Regions from separate parts of the Gasterosteus aculeatus genome. Here region 2 is linked to region 1. The links are chromatin contacts, called in public Hi-C maps. All regions are on one chromosome and are shown on one strand. Each heading gives the region's core, a stretch centred on a gene start, on an enhancer-like site or on the middle of the called end of the contact. The rest is flanking DNA. Distances are from core to core; before and after follow the strand shown. Region 1 holds the start of LOC120830797 (chromodomain Y-like protein 2). Region 2 has its middle 25 kb from the start of ppfibp2a.

Region 1 (4,834 bases), core at 699-3,198:
ACTTTAACTCACCTGAAAACAATAATTATCAAACAAGCGTTCTCTTGTTTGATTTGCATAAAGTGTAACGTAACATTTGACTTCATTTGTTAGAATCTCCAGAAAACTCAACATACAATAAAATGTAAAGACATTGTAAATAATGAATTGCATTTCACATGATCATTTATTCATGAAGATGTTATTTTCAGAAATACACACTGCTTCTTTTTTTTCACACAAGAACTGAACCCATGCTTGTAAAATGAGCATGAAACGGCATTACACAATGGCTAAAAACATAAAGTTTATTAATCATCATTAATTGATGATTTCTAAGCCGGAAAACTAAAATATGGCCTGGTTTGATATTTGTGGGATTGGGACTTGTTATTCAAGATGAACGGACAAGTCCCAATCCCACCTGTTACAACAGAAAACAGCAACTGAATCAATCAGAAATAGTGAATTTGTCAATATAGCATAAGAAGGGATTAATGATGTACAGTCGGGTACCTGCATCATTTGAAAAAGGTGGAATACTGCCAAGAGCAGATACATTTGTCACCTATAAAAACATGTATGACAAAATGCAGCATTATGTGGAAAACTTCAATCCAACTGCTATTTTATTATAAATAACGAATTTACCCCGGAGGGATAAAGTCTTTAACCATCTGTCACCTGACCAACAGCTAACTATCCAGACAACACTTCCTGTTTTGCCATTTCCTCATTCTTCCCACAGATCTACAGTCAGAACTCAAACAGGACAAAATGCCATTTTGCCACCGCATTGAGGAAAGTCCTATGTTTTAATAACATTTCTCTTCTCGGCCGGTTAGAACACAAGGGAAAGTCTACAAGAGCTTTTGGTTGCAGAAGGTTGGCGTAACAGATGTCCTGAATGCACAGTGTTCATCCACAGAGACGCACATATATTTGATCTGATGTACCATTTCAACTAAACGCCCAACCTTTACCTCAAAGCCAAATAGTGTTCTCAGCTACTTGTAAGATACATAGACTCAGGTGTACTGAGGATATTATGGAATACCAGGTAATGATGAGAAATCGTCGGGAAAGCAGGCGGGAGCTCTTGATAATACACTCTGAGCTCCATCGTGACATTCAGATGGAGTAGGCAGTTTATTTCTCAGCTCAGCCAAGACCAGTCACTTCATGTTGGTAATGTCGATGTAGTCTAAAAACTTGCAACTTGCACAAAACTACACATCATCTGCACTGAGTCCCAGAGTATCAGTATTTGTTTTAACTGACGCAGACACAGAACTGAACATCAGAATACCTCACAGTGCTGCGTAAAGTTCTAGAAGGGTGATTTTTCTTCTTCTTTCAGTGTTTTTTGATTGCGTGTTCAATCGTGCAGAGGAATGTGTGGTCAACATTTAAAATTTAAAGAGAAAGAATGAATGAAAGAAAGAAAGTCAATGACACAGCGATACACATTGCTTGCTTTCCACACAATCAGTTCATCTTTTAAAAATTCAATTTTATTAGAAACGGTGTAAGAGTCAGTTGGCTCATAATGATTTACATTAAGTATCAGTTTATTTTTTGTTCACTCCTGAGGAACTTGTGGACATTTCCGTTGCACCACATCACTTTAAAGTCACAAATAGCCGAACCGATCATTAATGAGAACATGCTAAATCATTTGATGCTTTACCACACCAATCTTCAGCTGTGGAGTTCAACCCTGACAGTGTTTACTGGATGACAAGCCCCGTGTCCTTTCTGGATGGGGCCATTTGTATCGGTGCAACAGGGTGAACGTTAAATAACACATGGTCTATTTTAATTATCAATCCATTTAGTTGGACAAATATTGCCACGGTAATGGCCATTTCTGTGGGGGACACTCCGTTCGATGGAAGTCGATCGGCCCGTGCGTGCGCCTCACGAGCGTCAACACGCACGATAGTTGTGCAGCTTCCTGTAAGTAACCATTCGCTGCGAACAGCTCCAGCTCAAAGTGCTCCAGGTGTTTCCTGAATAAAAGCTTCGACCCGGTCATCCGTGGTACCGCGAAGTGCACAGGTAGCGAGATCCGAACAGAAGCGGCCTCAGCGGGGAGCCTCCTCCATCCGGCGTGTCGTCCCCCGTTGGGGTGGTTGGATCGCAGCGGAGGGCGCGTGCAAGACCATCCGGCCGATGCATTCTTAGCCGGGGACTAATTTAGTGTCCTCCACTTAGCTGTCTCTCTCTCTCCCTCCCCCTCTCTCCCCCCTCTCTCTCTCGCGCTCTCTCTCTCTCTCTCTCCGGGTAAACAGCACCGCCCCGACGGTTGTTTGTTCTAAGTGTGGAGCGATCCGTCGCACAGCGCCGGGCTCGATTGACGCTGTCTGTTGATCTGCTAACTGCGGATTGCTCGGAATAACACGGCTGCTCGCTAATTCCCGTCTACCGGGGCTTTCACCGGAACACCGACAGAGTGTTTGGGGCCAACAAAAAAAAAAAAAAACCCACAGAGAGCGAGAAGGAAGCCGACGCGGCAGGCAAGAGCGCCGCGCCGCCGGAGTCCGCACCCAAAGAATGGCTTCAGGAGACCTTTACGAGGTAGGATAACCCGCGTCCGGCGGAACGGCTCCGCGGTACAGACCGATAGTGGAATTAGGAAGTGAAGCGGAGGGCGTCGCGTACGTTAAAGAACGAGAGAGAGAAAGCGGCGCGCTGGAGCCCTTTAACGGGCGAAACTAACCGCTCTCGTGCTCTTCAGCGTCGCTGACGTGTGCTCGCACTTTGCGTCGCTTCCGATGCACTTTGTGGCGATTGTTGGAAGTCGAGAGAAGAGATAACGTGCCGACCCCCCGCGGGGGGGTGAACTCCGCGCTCCGTCGCCGAGTTGAAAGTGGTGGTAAAGTGACAGCGACGTGGTGGAGATGTCCAGGCGGAGTGATGCCTCTCAAGGTGCGCATTATGTGCCCAAAAAGACGGTCACCGCGACCCCCCCCCGTTAACGTTTGGATGCCTGGGAAATTGAAACCCTCGACAGCTTTTTTGTTTTTTGTTGTAGGGGAGGTGGGCGTAAAAGTTGCCCAAATGGGCGGCAGGAAAGTACATCCGATTGTCAACAGCCTGTGTGTCATGCTGACGTGATGTCATGGTGTCATGATGACATGGTGTCATGGTGTCATGGTGTCATGATGTCATGGGGGCGACAGATGACGGGTGATGGTGGGTCGATGTCCACGGTGAAGGTCAAACAAATGTGTGATTGGACAAAACCAAGTTTTCCATGTTTCAAAGGAAGTTACGTGACACATTTGAGACATGATAGTGTCCAGAGGATGGACTAAAGAAAGCGATTGACAGTTATGTTTTCTTTCACAGTAGGTTACAAAAAGCAACTCAACTGGATGTTTTGAGCTTTTTACTTGGGCTTCTTTGGATTTGGCTGAATATTCATTTATTCATACAAAGTAACTGGCCTGCTTGTTTAATGCTTTGCACAAGTCGCATCACTGAGTTATTACCAGCAGCTGAACGTTACGCTAACGTCAGCCTCTGAGATCTGTGCCGTGGAGCTGGGTCAATGAACAAAGTACTTTTGCATTTAAATGAGTAATACTAGTTTGAATTGGCTGTTTATTCTTTAGAATAAAATGGCTCGATGTGTAGCAATACCTTACTAATCACTGACTCATTTTCTATGCAGCCTTTGTTTTTGTTGTCAACAATGTGTTGGCGGGGATCGCACATCCACAGTCTGTTGAGTCTTTGAATTGTTTCCCCACTGACATATAAACAGCCCCACCAGCGATCGCTCTGTTTTGGATGATCAAGATGGATCAGCTGACCTGAGTTGGCTTTTAATCAAAAGAAAAAATGTATATATAGAAAACAGTGTGTCTTATTGGGTTTTATAAGTAATTATTTTCAAGTCTATGCGTATGGAGTGCCAACAACGATAACCTAGCTAATGATTTTATGTAGAAGTGGTTCATTTGATGGAGCCACAGGAGATTGAAAAGAGGAATTTAGAAAGAAGATGTTTTATGAGGTGGAGCATGGGCTGATTTGCTTTGGGATGAGTAAGCATTCATCTCCAGGACTGAGGGAAAGGGGCTGAAACCATGTTGCATAAATCTAAGTAATTCTCCGGATCTATTTTCTCCTATTTCAGTATGCAGCCTGTAAGCACTCCAGTTCTGAGCGTCCCTAAATTTGGATCTTTTTCGTGCCTCACTGGAAAAATACGCGATTGATCTCAGTCTTAATTGAAAAGAAGGAGTAGTAACTTGTGGCATCATGACAATAAACCGATATGTAGGCTGATGTGTGAAAGTAGTTGCGGCTGAAGGTACGTTTTAGTGCTGACTTTGTAAAATGCATTGGTTGCAGCTGAAGCACAGTGAATAAACACAACAATGTCATTGTTGATTCCACAATGTAGTTACGAAGACAACAGCTGCTGGGATCAGCTGCTGTTCAGAGATGCTTTTGTTTATAAAGTGCATTCAATACTTAAACATGGATGCACACAAAAGGATTGGTAGAAAGCCTAGTTACTTTTTTAATAAATGTAGCCTAATTTGAGGTTCCCCCTATTCTTCCAAACTATCAGGACTGTTTGTGTTTTGTTGTTCCCAAAACCGGAACAAAATTAGTAAAAGAAGCTTTTAAATGTACCACAGAAACTGCATGGAACAATAAGCCTTGAGATACAATAATAAGTACTTTGTACCATAATTATAATCTACTGAATATAGGATGCCTCTGCGTAAATGTCTTATTTGCTTTTATTTAATCTTAATCAATTCTGTGCTGTTATGTTCATTTTTCAGATGTGTTAACAGTCCCCACTGTATGATTAAAGATCACTTTGATCTCG
Region 2 (4,834 bases), core at 1,569-4,068, 260 kb before region 1:
GAGGCTCCAACTCTTCAACTTTGGCCGAGTAAGGAAGATATGACGCTTTGATATCGATATCAATGGGACAAACCTCCTCCTTTTATTACCGCTAATGTTCCTGTGTGCATGATTACAGCACTCCAAGGTTGTAGTATTTAATTGTATTACATATACATATGTTGAATGTTCATTGGTTACTAATTTCCTTGTCATTTTAGTGCTGGTAATTTATATTGCACTCATTTCATTTAATTTAAGTTTTTTCCTTTACAACCTGCTCAGTTTTGCACTTTTCCTCCTTATCTCATTTTTATTTTTTATTTCATGTACATTTATGTAAATATTGTATTTTTATTTTTATTTTAAAATGGGTCGGCTTTCCGGAAAGGCAAGCACAAGAATTTCAATACACAGGGCGTTTGTAAATGACAATAAAAATCTTTGAATCTTGTGTGATAAAATAAAAGATGTGATACAAGATATTATAGTTTTGCATTTATGGAAGACATGTCTTGCTATGTTTTCTGTACATAAATCTTTTCTCAAGCGTCCAAATCAGGTTACATTTCAGCTTGTTTATTCATTCAAATATATACTTAAAAAATGTATTCGAAAGGTCAAAGAAGTATTTAAATGTGCAACCGCCTCTACTGCTCTCCCGGGACATCCCTTTTCTCCAAAATACTATAATCAATATTTCGATCAATTACATTTGTGTTTCACACAGTGATGCAAATGGGGTCTGGCTGCGCTGTTATTGTGTCTCTGACAAATCGGGGACAGTGTTTGCGTCCAAGGAGAATGCCTGTCTCCCATAGAATAGCACACAGCGCTGAGTGACACAGAGGATTTGTCTTTGCGATTGATTGTTGTCATGCGTAAATGCTCGTCAATCTCTCGGCTTCTAAAAGCCGTTCCTGAAAGAATCAACCCCTCACAGACCCCTTGTTTGCCGCATCAAGGTGTTGCCGTTCAACACTGTTACTTTTCCAAAGAATCTGTGGCAGAAAGATTGATTATTATTCCCCATATGGACTGTGAGGAGACACGGGGGACTTTCTTGTCAGTGTATCATCATTTATTTCTGTGACCTACAAGGTATATGGACGTCACCACTTCCCATTCAATCAGAGATAGATGACCAATATCAATCATTCAAGGCTGTGAATACACCTTCCTAGTAAGAGATTATATCCTTTCGTCTAAAAAGTATACTGACTGCATCTTTCACTCTGTATTTCCCTGAAGAAAAGCACACACATTGTGAGCAGAAAACGTTCTAATTCATGGTTAATTAATGTGCCCCTCACAGGTCAGCCCCAGATGCCCCTTTTGCCCCTTTGCCTTACTGACGAGACATCTTTGGCAGTGCCTGCCTCTCTAAATTAAGAATCCCATAAAACAGCTCCACTTTCAGAATCTCAATCATAGGGTGAGGACCCATCACCACCCCTCAGGGCCTCTTCGCAGCCCACTGGGACCCTTTCAAAATGAATTACCACCGTCCCTCCTCGTGCCCACAGATCCCCATCAGATTGATGGCCAAGAATTAAATGTCCCTTTCCACTTTTGGCCCTTCCGCGTACATGTGCCAGAAGGCCCATCGTTTATCAGGCCCGGCACTAGTTAGAAGTAAGCTGACTGCCCTCTTAGCATAACATATAATAATGTAAAATGGTTTGGAGGGGAGGGGGGGGGGCTCTGTGGGTCTCAGAGCCAGATGTCAGGGGCATAGAGATTCAGAGCTCGTTGAGGGAAATTTGGAGGAGATAACACCGGAATATCCGTTAAACAATATTTGGTGTTTGTATACCTGCTGCTACGTTTTTCTTTTTTATTCATTCATCAATTATTCATGATTAAACTGCATATATGTAGCGTTCTTATTCAAAGAGCTTAAAGAATTTGACAAATGGATACTATAAATAATGGTTGGCCTGCCGTATCCGCTGACCATACGAAATAAAACACATGTCAAATTACCACCATATGCCGCTTGCAAATCTTTCTAAAAAGTTTTGAGCAGCGTAAAATGGAAGGTTAGGTGAGAGTGACAATAAAATGAGGAGGACAATGTATCAAGGGTGTGAATTGATGACTGGAAAGTAAGGAAGTGAGGTAAGAAGTTGAACTTGTGAACGGATGGGACAGAAAGCAAAGTGACAAATGTTGTGACTATGTGCTGGATGACACAGCCTCACTAACGCACAGTGAAAGGAAGTCCGAGGAGAAACCTCTGCAATGCCTGTCTGCAAATCAGACAGTGTTTCTTAGGTGTGAGACGGCTGGTGTCACAACGCGAGTCCAGTGTCGCTGTGTCTTGGCTCCAGAAACAATTAGGAAAGGAAACAATGGTGTGCATATTGTTTTGCTAAGCAAAGACATGGCGTAGATGTTCTGATGGATCTGATGCAAACGGCAGCAAAGCATTCTGTCCGCCCGGCCGATGGCAGAGGAGAAAAGGGACTCCATATAAATGGGAAATTAGCAAGGAGCGTTGTCAAAAGTAATTAACTCCCCTCCTCACCAGTGTCCATTAGCCCTGACATGATGACACGGGAGGAAATAACATTCATGTCACTCTGGCAGCCGCCCGCGCTGATCAGATAAACATTTTTTTGTTTTGTTTTGACGCCTGATTACAAAATGATTAGCCAGCGTGCCTGTCTTCTCCTTACCCTTCACCTCCCCTGTGGCTTGATTGACAGACAAGGTGATATGCTGTTGGGTCTGTGTAAGCTGTCTACCACCCTATCTGGCACAAACACACACACACTTGCTCTTTGTTGGTTTACATGCTCTTGTAGTTTTATATATATACATGCTATATATAGCATAGCATATATAGCATATAGCACAATTGTATAGCAAAATATATACAGTTACCAGATACACACTCAAATCATGTTAACAGCTGACTTTTGTAATGTTTTGCCGTTGCCAATACAGTGGCTGACTGTGGTTGCATGATTGGGGGAAAGGCCCATTTAAGATAATACAATTAATCAATTAATTATGTGTAACAATTAAGCAGTATCAACTTTTAGGGAAAACAGATATGTTGAGTCCAGTTGTCTAACACATGGTGGTTTAGTTTAATAGAACATTCCACACCGTTTGTCTGAAAACAGCGAGTATAAAATATAATTGTCTGGTTGTTTACCAGGTTGTCGTACTGTTATATTCCCGTGGTCGATGATTTACCAGCATCTCATGGCTGACACCAGCTTTATACAGCTTTAGATAAGACACAGAAAGCTTCTTGGTAGAAAAGTGTCATAGAATACGGTCTTGTAAACTATAGTAATGTGTTGTAGATTGATCCTGTTTATTTTTATGCCTATATGAAAGTTCTATTTAATCTTTAATGGGTTCGTTACTTGTTAGGAAAGGAATTTGTGATTCCAACAGCTGATGTGAGACAGCTTCTAAGAAAATATATAAGAAATTGGTTTTGAGCACTGATGAAATAATGGGTGATGAGCAGATGATTACTAGTTTAGATAAGAGCAGACTCGAGCACTCGATGCCCTTGTGTTTGTTTCAGTAGCAGGAGGAATGTTCATTGATCACCCACGAGGCTGAAGGAGCCCATATTTTGATAAGAATGTGATAAAAGCACGATAAGATCAGTATCTAAAATCTCTGGTTGCATTGATTTACTGCCTGTTGGTACAAATGGCGTAGCACCACCTCCTTCCTTCCTCGGATAAGGATATATATTGAATGAATTTCCACTTCATTCAATGGATTCAAATTTTACAATGAAACTAAAACAAAGTGTTACCAAATGTAATTTTTCTAATTACAAGATTGATATTGAACACTCCAAGTATCTATTGCATTGTGTTTTTCATTATAAAAAAGAAACCTCGCATAATGCTTAACAAAGCAAGCTTTTAAATGAGGTCAAGAAAACCTCGATTAAGGTAATAAAATGGAATGTTTAGACTTTGGATGTAATTTACAGACACTGTATTCTCAGGAAGTACTGCCAGGGATTATTGACAGGATAGTGTTATGGTGCCATAATAGTTACCGATTGCTGTAAAGTCATTCTTTTTTATGAATTAAGGTCAGTCAGTTTGAAAAAAGGTTCACTGTAGCTTGAATAAACTTTTGTTTACATCCACAAACCTGATAATAAATACAAAATAATCCTAATGTTTGTCGTGAGAATGTCACATGTACTAAATACTGTGGGTGGTAATGTCCAGCAAAATAAAGTGGAATAATATGGTATACGGTAAGTATAAGAGCGTAAGTTTGCTCTCAGCATTGTTAGGGACACTACCAGCCGCCCCCCCCTTATAAAAAAAGTAGCTGTTATTTTGTTAACAGGTAAACATTATAAACATATATTAACATTTGTATAACTTGACACTTAACTTGATTTAAACATAATAACACTGATAAAACCTTAGTTTAAATACAAAACAGTATTCTGCACCAAATAAATAATAATAATGACTAACAAAATGGATTAAAAAAATGTTCTGCTAAAATGCCAGTACACACTAACAGTATATTCTATATCCAAAATATAGTAAAAAAAAAACTTTCCCCAGTTGGGCAGCCACAAAAGACTTCCAAAATGCCACCAAAAGATAAAGGAGCACAAAGGGACAAATGATAACAGTGCTGAGAGCAAACAAAATACTAATATGAAGCTTTATTATTTCCTGGCGTTGTAACATTGGGAAATCTTTTCCCAAATCAAATCTTTTACTCGTCTGGGTGACGAACATCGTATAGAACTTTTTGTCTAAAAGGGAATTAAATAAAAAAAAATATTAGGTGGGACAATTGTGTCTTTCCCAAACTTTGGTTGTGACGAGTCCCTATAGGGACC

The links. A called contact is a pair of places that touch in the nucleus more often than the background predicts.
Region 2: a Hi-C map of skeletal muscle shows a contact between it and region 1, with 4 times the contacts expected there. The contact joins the enhancer-like site here to the promoter of LOC120830797 in region 1. A contact is called at or near these places in 2 of 6 Hi-C or Micro-C datasets (skeletal muscle and whole body).

Annotation. Positions count from the first base shown.
Region 1 is chr12:13,819,192-13,824,025 of fGasAcu3.hap1.1, reverse strand. It overlaps LOC120830797 (chromodomain Y-like protein 2), which reads left to right and starts at 1,948. Exons shown (of 7, transcript XM_040195713.2): 1 at 1,948-2,559. The coding sequence starts at 2,536.
Region 2 is chr12:14,076,250-14,081,083 of fGasAcu3.hap1.1, reverse strand. No RefSeq gene overlaps it. Among protein-coding and RNA genes, the nearest start is that of ppfibp2a, 25 kb to the left of the region's middle. Within about 2 kb of position 2,818, at least 1 of the 9 cell types and tissues checked has open chromatin away from gene starts, as enhancers often do.